Regions from separate parts of the Hordeum vulgare genome. Here region 2 is linked to region 1. The links are chromatin contacts, called in public Hi-C maps. All regions are on one chromosome and are shown on one strand. Each heading gives the region's core, a stretch centred on a gene start, on an enhancer-like site or on the middle of the called end of the contact. The rest is flanking DNA. Distances are from core to core; before and after follow the strand shown. Region 1 holds the start of LOC123403690 (soluble inorganic pyrophosphatase). Region 2 holds the start of LOC123401119.

What was found. Hi-C and Micro-C count contacts between places; a contact is called where the count stands out from the background.
Region 2: a Hi-C map of seedling shows a contact between it and region 1, with 4 times the contacts expected there. The contact joins the promoter of LOC123401119 here to the promoter of LOC123403690 in region 1. A contact is called at or near these places in 4 of 6 Hi-C or Micro-C datasets (leaf and seedling) and 1 of 1 datasets of contacts at active chromatin or transcription factors (embryo).

The regions. Positions count from the first base shown.
Region 1 is chr6H:463,359,890-463,364,927 of MorexV3_pseudomolecules_assembly, forward strand. LOC123403690 (soluble inorganic pyrophosphatase) reads right to left here and starts at 3,005. Exons shown (of 9, transcript XM_045097603.1): 1 at 2,886-3,005.
Region 2 is chr6H:463,532,530-463,537,321 of MorexV3_pseudomolecules_assembly, forward strand. It overlaps LOC123401119, which reads left to right and starts at 2,845. Exons shown (of 5, transcript XM_045094843.1): 1 at 2,845-2,947; 2 at 3,026-3,338; 3 at 3,440-3,578; 4 at 3,700-3,833; 5 at 3,976-4,792. The coding sequence starts at 3,139. LOC123401118 reads right to left here. Exons shown (of 11, transcript XM_045094842.1): 6 at 2,344-2,480; 7 at 2,128-2,223; 8 at 1,816-1,885; 9 at 1,635-1,709; 10 at 1,506-1,551; 11 at 1,047-1,398. The coding sequence ends at 1,343.

The DNA.
Region 1 (5,038 bases), core at 1,755-4,254:
ATTTAATTAGAAAATATCATCAGTAAGTAACTAGATTCCCTATATCCATGACACTAACAATCAAACAAAAAAACTTGAATAAGGACATGTTAAGAGAGGCTCCAAATATAGGGCAAGAAAACACTACAGAACTTCAAAATTCCATGCAACAAACTAAATTATACAGTAAACATTTTACTGTTGAAGCTAACAATGTCATCCTCTGCATATTAATCTGAATAATGCTCTACTGCATGTTGGGTGGTGAAAGCTATCTGATGGGCAAATAAATTTCAATCTAGTGCTTGACCATCAAAGGAATCTCCAATGTATGAACTATGCAAAACGGAAAACCTGACCCTGTATTCTCATGTTTTTGCATGAGTTGCCCAATCCTGACCATTAGCTCTTTCCACAGCAATACTGACACCTAATAAGCACAGAAACTGTCGACAATACAAGTAGATTCAACTTTGACCATCCCAAGAACCCATGTGTTGGCAACTTCCCCTAAACACAGTGCAGTTGTATTCAAGAATACACGATTTCCATGTTTCCTGAATATGTATCACTCTGGTCTCTATTGCCAGACAACTGACCATATCACATACTAGCAGTAGCAGACAAATTATGCACTTATCCAATACAAATGACTACTACGACATCCATGACCTGGAGAACCAATTGAATACTCACGTCAGTGTCCTCCTGTTAGTGAAAATCATTCACATACAAAAATATATTTGTCGCAAAGAAAGACAGATCTTCTAAGTAACTTCCTTGGCATTCAACAAACTGAAAGGCCAGAGGTCCCCAGTTAGGAGGGGTATCTCCAAAGCCACACACCCACACGCAAAAGGCAAATGTAAAGTGCACACCCCTTCTCATAAGTAACTTACAAAAGAACACTGGCAAGGCATACATAAACAATACTAGTAACAACTAGCATTAATTTAACAGATAGGCCCGAGCTGCAGTTAGAATAGGCTAATAATCTATGCCAGGACAGGACTGTAGTATATTAGTCAAAGTTAGCATGATCTTAGGAATCAAAACAAAACAAAATACTCCCTCCGTTCCAAAATAACTGTCTCAACTTTGTACTAGCTCTAGTACAAAGTTATACTAAGCTTAAGACACTTATTTTGGGACGGAGGGAGTAAAATAAAATCTGAAGATGGCATCACGTCCTAAATAACTCAACATGTTAACCTGAATAATGTTCTACTGAATGTTGGGTGGTGAAAACTACATATGGACTATGCAACAACAGAAAACAGAAAACCTGACCCTGTATTCTCATGTTTTTTGCATGAGTTGCCTAATCCTGACCATTAGCTCTTTCCACATCAATACTCACACATATATAAAAAGTAATTCAACTTTGTTCATCCCAATAACCCTCTGTGTTGGCAACTACCCCTGCACACCGCGCGGTTGCATTAAAGAATAAACAGTTTCCATGTTTCCTGAATACGTATCACTCTGGGCTCTGCATCCCAATAATCCTGAATAGTTGACCAAATAATATACTGGCAAACAAAATAAACGTATGCACTCATCATGTCATCCAATACAAATGACTACTGCAACAACCATGACTTGAAGGACCAACTGGGAGTTCACGTTTGTGTCCTCCAGTCAGTGAAAACGATTCACATACAAACTGAAAATGGCCGCAAAGGAAGACAGATCTAAGCAACATCATTGGCATTCAACAAATGAAAAGCCAGAGAAAATCCCCAGTCGGCAAAGCCACACGCAAAAGGCTAATGTAAAGTGCGCAGCCCCTCTAACAAGTAGTAGCATCCAAAGAATAGTAGCAATATACTATCAGTAAACAATATTAGCAAGTAACATTAATTTAACAGATAGACAGGGCCTAGGCTAATAATCTAAGCGAGGACTGCACAGGACTCTAGTGTATTAGTCAAAGCTAGCACGATCTGCGGAAGCAAAATAAAATAAATCGGAAGATGACATCACGTCCTAAATACTAACTGAACATCAGCCGCGATTAAGAATCTTCCCCTGATTCCCTGAAGAATAGCTATCACATGGTCCAACTCGTGTTCTCTTCTCTAGAAATAGCAACGGAATCATCCAGGAGCATTGGCGAGACAGGGCATAAATGCGGGTAAAAGTAACTTTATCTAAAGAGGGGAAACCGCCACGAACAGATTTGGAGAGCTGCGACGAGTTCGTGGAAACGACGAATGCTGCTACAGGTCTGGCAAAGTCGAGGAAAGAGAAGTTGCTCAAAAAGGACGAGAAGGAACACCACCGAAGGAGGGGGGGGGGGGGGGGGGGATCCGCGCCTCTGCAACCGCGAAACAGATCGGACTAAATCCAGAGAACAGACAAAAAATCAAAAAAAAAAAAAAAAAAGCGCCGACGAGTTCTCGTCGTCGTCGTCGTCCTATTTGAAACTCGGGGGAGATTTGAACGCTTGAATCGCGGTGGAACGGGCGTCCAAGACCACCGAAATGCACAGAGACGTACACAGAGAGAGAGAGAGAGGGGAGCAGGTAAACAAAGGGGGAATATATCCTGTGATGCAAAGAGCGAAGAAGCAGACGAGAAAAGAGGCCACGAACCATACCACAATCGACCGATCGCGAAACACGCCACCATCCCTCAGACGAAGCAGAGCAAAAGGATCTCACCGAACCCACCAAACTAGAGCCCGTAACCGAAAAAAAAAACAGCGGACGAACGGACTGCAGGCGACAGGAACCAGGAAATGCGCTCACTCCTATAGTACAGGCGCAGTACAGTGGTGGTACAACAAAACCAGCGCCGCCGCCCCGTGAGAACCGACGAGAACGGGCGGCGGGCGAAGCGACCGGTCCGGCCACCCGAAGCGGGACCGACGGCGAGGAAGGGAGGGGAAGAGGGATCCTCACCGGCGGGGTTGATCTCGCGCGACGGCAGCGGAGGCGAGGAGGAGGGGAGGGAGCAGCGAGCGCCCAGCGTAGCGCAGGACCCGATGCCGCGATATTAACTTTGAGGCGTGGCCTTCCTTTCTGGCGACGCGAGAGATATATTGGGGGGGAAAGCGGCCTGGCGGGCGTCCGTGGCCGGTTTGCTCGGGCTTCCGTGGCCGTCGGATCGGGTGGTGGACGGCTGGGAGGGGGGCCACGCGGGGGATAACGCTTTAGTGGAAGCAGGAGTGGGATGGAAGCCGCGGTGGGGGGCCGAGCCGCACCGGATTCCCTCGCACCACCCACGAGACGAGAGAGCATATACTGGGAATCGGGACCTCAGGGTCCGTGGACCTCGTCCACCGTAGACCTTTGGCAGGGAGCGCCGCCTCCGTGCGGGTGCCGCGGCTTCTGTCGCGCATGGACCGGGTTTTTCCTCCTCCGTTTGTGCCGAGACCAGCTTCGATTTCAGCTGTTTGGTTGCCAATAAAATCTGCAAAGTAGAGTCAGTCTGGTGCTAAGAGCAAGTACAATAGAGCTGGGTCAGCTGGCTATAAAAAATAAAATAGTATATATTTTTGCTTAGTTGGAGGAGAGAGAAAAGGAGAGAGAAGGTAAGCACGCTCTTAGTTAAGAGTCAGTTTTAGCACGTGCTCCTAGGCACTTTATGAGAATGAAAGGTGGGTCATATAATAAATAAGTATTACACTTTTCTAACTAACTATTGTACATGTTAGCTATAAGATGGGCTATAGGTGACATGACATGAGCTTATAGCCGGCAGCCGGCTCTATTATTGTACTTGCTTTAAAGTAAGTTGTACATTACCTTTCTTTCGGTATTTTCGTAAATTAGCTGGGAAGTAGTTCGATTTTAAGCTACGGTATCTTTCTAGAGGAGCTTGTTTTGATGACTAACAAAAGTGGCTTTCATTTGGTAGACTCTAGCGAACATTGCAGCATGCATCTCTCTTGCACATGTCCATCAGGGTGAAAGGATGGACAGTGCTCCCTCGTTCGAGTGATCTGCTACGTGCCTATTTCGGATATGGTATAACCTTTTGGCATAAAAAGAAAAGGCATGGTATATCCGTCAAAGGAGCAGATTCTGTGCGGTGCACAGCTTTGTCGGCCACTGAGGGCATGTCCATCGCTTCGCGGTGGATCGGTGCCCCACACATACATGTCGGACGAGCAGTCCACGTGGAGGAAAAAAACAATGTTTTGTAGAGCCAAATGACCTCTTGCAGAAGAACCAGCAAGGAGGGAATGGAGGAGAGAGAACTGTATTTGTTTGAATGGAAAGTAAAAAAGCTAAGATATGTGGATCACTAGAAGGTATTGTCTTGTTGGACGGAAACTATTCATGATGGACTCACTATTTTTTTCTTAGGTGGAGGCTGAGGCCACATCAACATAATGCTTTCATAGCTCATGCCCTGACAAATGCAAAAATAAAAAGAAAGCCTATAGAAAGACAGGTACTTAACTAAAGTGAAAAAAAACTCATCACCCTTTGTGCAATACAAGTTACATGTCAAGCGCGAAACCAGTTTCTTATACTTGGACAAATAAAGTTGATCCGGACCAATTCATTTCACAATATCAACAAATCTAAAGTAACAAAGGAGGATAGCAAATACTTGACATTAAAAAAGTTATAGCAATTAAAGTAAGTGGCACGATCAGATACTAAGCTTATGATCTGGTCTGTCCATCACATCATTTTCTAATGATGTGATTTCATTATTAAATGATAACTCATGTCTATGGCTAGAAAACTTTAACCATTTTTAATCAACTAGCTAGTCTAGTAGAGGCTTACTAGGGACACAATGTTTGTTTATGTATCCAAACATGTATTTGAGTTTTTGGCTAATACAATTATAGCATGGAGAATAAACACTTATCAAGAACAAGAAAATATGATAATGATAACTTTATTATTGCTTCTAGGGCATATTTCCAACAGATATATCATGATGGCTTCTTTCAGCATCGCTACTCGATGCACAAACTTTTGTTCTCGTGCATAATGGATGTTGTGAAGGATTATGACAGTTACTTCAGGTTGAAGAAGGGTTGCGAACGAGCACTCTCATTCTCTCCTATCCAGAAATGTATTTTCGAAGGAAA
Region 2 (4,792 bases), core at 1,595-4,094, 170 kb after region 1:
TCAGAGAAGGTTAAAATCTGTCACGAAAATGAGAAACTCCGAAGTTATTGCACTGGATTATATCCAAACATCTAAAAATCTGACAGATCCTTTTACTAAGGGTCTATCACGTTTGTGATCGGAGATCCCGTGAATTAGATGTGGAAGACAAGTTGTTGGTCAACTGAGAGGAAAGTACCCTTATCATTGATAATACCACTCCATGAAGATGCAATACTTTCCTAAACTGCATGGCAGGTTGATATACATCTTAATATGTTCTAAGTGGCTTATTGAAGCAGAGATGTTGTCCCGCAGAACATCTTTTGAAGAACATACCTATATGAGTCTGATTGTTAACGTCGCAATCTATGAGAGTATGGTGCTCTCTAGTAAACTCATGAAAGATCTCGGAGTATGACGCATAAGCTCCACCCGCGGGGAAGTCCCACGGTAGCCTAGTATCGGTCAAGGCTCTATGTGAAGCTAGATCCGCAGAAAACTTGCAGTTCAAGGCCTAGTCCACTGTTCAAGTTGCTTACTAGTGTAGCATAGAGTTCTAGGTGGAAGTTCAACTTAACAGTCTCCACTGCAGTATCGGTATATAAAACAGTGTTTTGGATCCAAAGACAAATTTTATGTGCCTCTGGGATCTGGTGAGGGATTGTTGGAATTTTTATCTTCTTTTGGGCTAGCCCAATATATAGTTTCAGAAATTCCTAATAAATACTAAAGCCCCACGCAACCCATTTGTGCAAGGCAAGGGATGGAAAAATTTAGTCCCACATTGCTAGTTTAGTAGGAGTTGGACCTCCTTATAAGGGAGGATGTTTTCACACATGTATGAGCTTAAGAACAAGAGAGACATACACGCGTGCTCCTCCTCCGTCGCCCGCCTCGTCACGGGTTGTGTGCACATGTCTTTTGTCATGTATTGTTTCATCTATTTTATGATGGTCATGTTTTTCCTTTTTTTTTAATAAGATCCTATGGTAAATTGCTCATATCTTCAACATGAACTAGTTTAATTTCATGCACGAAGGTGTGTTTTTGAAATTTACGGGTTCTAATCTGCCGCGGTTGTTTTTGACTCGTATCTCAACACAATCTCGAACTGTAAACACAGTATAAGAATCCGCGATATAAAGGATGTGCTAGAGATGCTCTTAGCGCACAATGGACTGGTTCCAGTCCTGCTTCGTTTCATTTCGTTTTCCCCACTCTCAAATATGACTAGTACTAGCATATACGCCGCCACGCCGGCAGGCTCCATGGCCGGTAAACCAAATACATACTGGCTGCAGGGTTCAGCTGAACTGCGTCCGGACATGCCAACTTTTTCTCGGCTGGTCCGGTCGAATCTTCATGAATCGGGTGCCAAGCTCTTCCGGTGGATGCTCATGAACTTGGCAATGAATTCTGCACAAGCAAAGCCAAGAATTATAACTGTCAATCTGTCATGGTTTCAGGCTGTTTTAGTTTACAAGATAACACGAGTCATTGCTTGTGCAGATGCTCCAAATTACCTTCCAGTTTCAGCAGTGCACTGGCACCAGCCGGCAGCCTCTTATCCTGAAATTCAGCATCATCGTGCGTGGCTATCATAGCTCACAGGGAAAGTCCATTCAGAACAGAAATATGCCGAGGAAACTTACGTAGTAGGCATGCCAGTAATAAGCATCCCTCTTTATGTTAGCATGGATTCCCTTCAGGAACAGCTCTACGAGTCTCTGCGGGCAAAATAATAATCAAGAACGGTGTTTAATCACGCGGTTACGGTTATGTATGTGGAGCTATATAGTAGCATCCTTGAGGTTAAATCTGAACAACTCGTACCTGGAGAACAAGTTTAGGAGGCACGGATTCAACCAAGAGTTTTTGGAGCTTGCCTCGTACCAAAAACAACCTGTGTAATACTTTGACGCGTTAGCAAATAAGGCTGCGAATGTAATCACACAGTTCAATACCACTTTTCCCATGTTAGTAAAATAAATAAATCAATGGTGACTGATAAAAGATGCAGCAATTCATAAAGTGAAACATTGGTGGTACGTAAAAGGTATTACCGATAACATGTTCACAACCAATGAGAAGTAAGGAAGGACAATGAAAACGTTCATGGCTAAATATTGTTTTACTCCTGCAAACCTTTTGGGAGAAGGATCTTCTAAAATTTCTGCTGCGAGTTCCTCAAGAACACCATCCCATCCTAGTGGTATAGCTTGTCCATCAACGAAGGGGTAACTGGTAGATCAAAGGGGAAAATGTAAGTGAAGAGCACATGCTAGGATCATCATCATAATACAAAACCGAAGGAAATACGAAGGCTTGAGAAGGGACAAATACTACTAGTACAAAGCATACTTGTTAGCTTTGCATGCCTCCAGAGCCAATACCGCCTCCCTCATGTTGTGAGCGGATCGAGTCGCAATGGTGTAAGCCAAACTTGCGGGGAGATCGAAACTCTCCTTTTTTGATACGTGGGTGAGAACCTCCACAACCTGAGTAAAAAAAAAAAATCTGCAAGTCAGGTAATGCAATGCATTCGCAAATGAAAGTCGTCCATTGACAGGAAGATGGAATGAAAGACAGATTACTGCAGGCAAGCATATTTGTAAGTCATCCGTGTTTCATTTCATCAAGATAAAACGGAACCCTCAATCCCGGTGGATACAGGACACTCTCATGGGTGGCTGCCAGGTAGGTCCCCGTTGACAGCAGTCGATTTGTTTTCACGTGTTGCAGCCAGGCAGGGCACAGCACGCCCCGACCTTCGTGGCCGCCTTTCTAACCCTCTCCTTCCTTCCTCGCGAGCCCTTCGCGCTACGGTTTCTGGCGGCCGTCTGCCAATCTCCGGCCCTTGGACCTTCTTCCTGACGGAGGCCCGGGGCGAAGCCCTGGAAGGGGTCCAGCCCACAAAGAGAATTCGGTAGCCAGCCAAGCGCCACGCGTCTGACGACTGGGTCAAGTGAGGCTTCTCTCTCAAAAAAAACATTTTGTAAATCCATCAGTTGAAAAAGAGCCGTTGGCTTGTAAATCCACACAGGGGATCGGAAAGGAAGCCTTCATCTCGGAGCAATCCCCTCATCCAATTCGCCCAAATCCGCATCAGGCAGCTAACAGAGAGAGAGAGAGAGAGAGAGAGAGAGAGAGAGAGAGATGGGTAGGGCAAGAAGGGGAATGGCGGGCAAGGGCAAGAGGAGGCCGCGTGCTGTGGCGAAGGCGGCGGCCGTGGCCGGCGACGGACACGAGGAAACCAAAGACGGGCCTGAGAAAGCCGCCGCCGGCGGGGGCGGCTTCTTCTGCTGCTACCTCCTCCGGTCGCTCTGCCCGCGCAGCAAGAGCCGCACCTACATCGGGTATCCCCTCCCCACCCCCCCCCCCCCACCCCCCACCTCGTCTCGCATCAATAAAAAATCTCATCTTTGCTTCTTGCATCTGATTGATGGTCGTGTGGCAGGTTCACGGTGAACCCGCGGCGGCGGATCCGGCAGCACAACGGCGAGCTCCGGTGCGGCGCCTGGCGGACCAAGCGCGGCCGCCCCTGGGAGATGATGCTCTGCATCTACGGCTTCCCCACCAACGTCGCCGCCCTCCAGGTAATTAACCAACCCTTCCTCCATCTCATCTCATCTCGCAGGTTCACTTCGTTCCGTGATGGATCACGGCTGCTCCTCTGTTTTTTTTTTTTTTACTAAACGCGTGTTTCTTGGCCTGCAGTTCGAGTGGGCGTGGCAGCACCCAACCGAGTCGCTGGCCGTTCGCAAGGCAGCCGCCGAATTCAAGTCGCTGGGCGGCATCGGCAACAAGGTCAAGCTCGCCTACACCATGCTCAACCTCCCTTCTTGGGAGAAGTAAGGCTCCTCTCTCCTTCTCCTGTCTCTGCATTTCTAGCTGCTCCATCCATGGATTCTTTTCTTGGGGACAGAATTGAGTAGCAACAGTATACTGAAGTGAAACGGCTGTTCTGATGCCTGTGTCTGTGTGTGTTGCCAGCTTGAATCTCACGGTGAACTTCTTCTCCACCAAGAATACCAAGTTCACCGCGGGCTGCCCAGCCCTCCCCTGCCACATGAAGACTGTCGTTAGCCCGATGGAGGATCTCCCGTGCTACGTCGAGGGCCTTTCATCCGAGGACGATATTATGGAGCCTAGAGAGGATGAAGAAGAACCAGATGCGGCTGTTGGCGGTGATGCTTCTGATCATGGTTTGCGGACACTGGATTTGGAAACCGGAATTGTAGGAGGTGAATCAGACACTGATGACTCTTTTGTTCCAATGGAACGGAGTGAGGTCTTTGCATCAAGAATTTCAGAATCCTCTGCAGCCCAACCAGTGGAAGAAGAAAACAGAATTGCTGGCTGTGATTTTGAATATACCATTGATGACTTCGGTGAATCAGACACTGATGAGTTTTTTGCTCCGATGGAACGGAATGAGGTTTGTGGATCAAGAATTTCAGAATCCTCTCTGGCCCAACCAGTGGAAGAAGAAACCAGAATCGCTGACTCTGATGTTGAATATCCCATTGATGACTTCGGTTACATGGAATGGAGCGGAATTCACGAAACACCGGAGCTGCACGTGTCTAGAACACCACCTGGATGTTCCTCGAGCTCGTGCAGCAATGATGCTGCTGGAAGATCAGTAAATTGTGTGACAGGGCAAGCATCTCCAGTGTTGAAGGCAGGTTCAGACGATGGTAACCTTTTCTTCCATGAAATTGATGTGGTAGACTTGGTTACACCAGTCGCCCGGTTTGCTAGAGATTGCAGCAAAGCGGCCAGCATTTGCCCCAAGATTATTGATCTG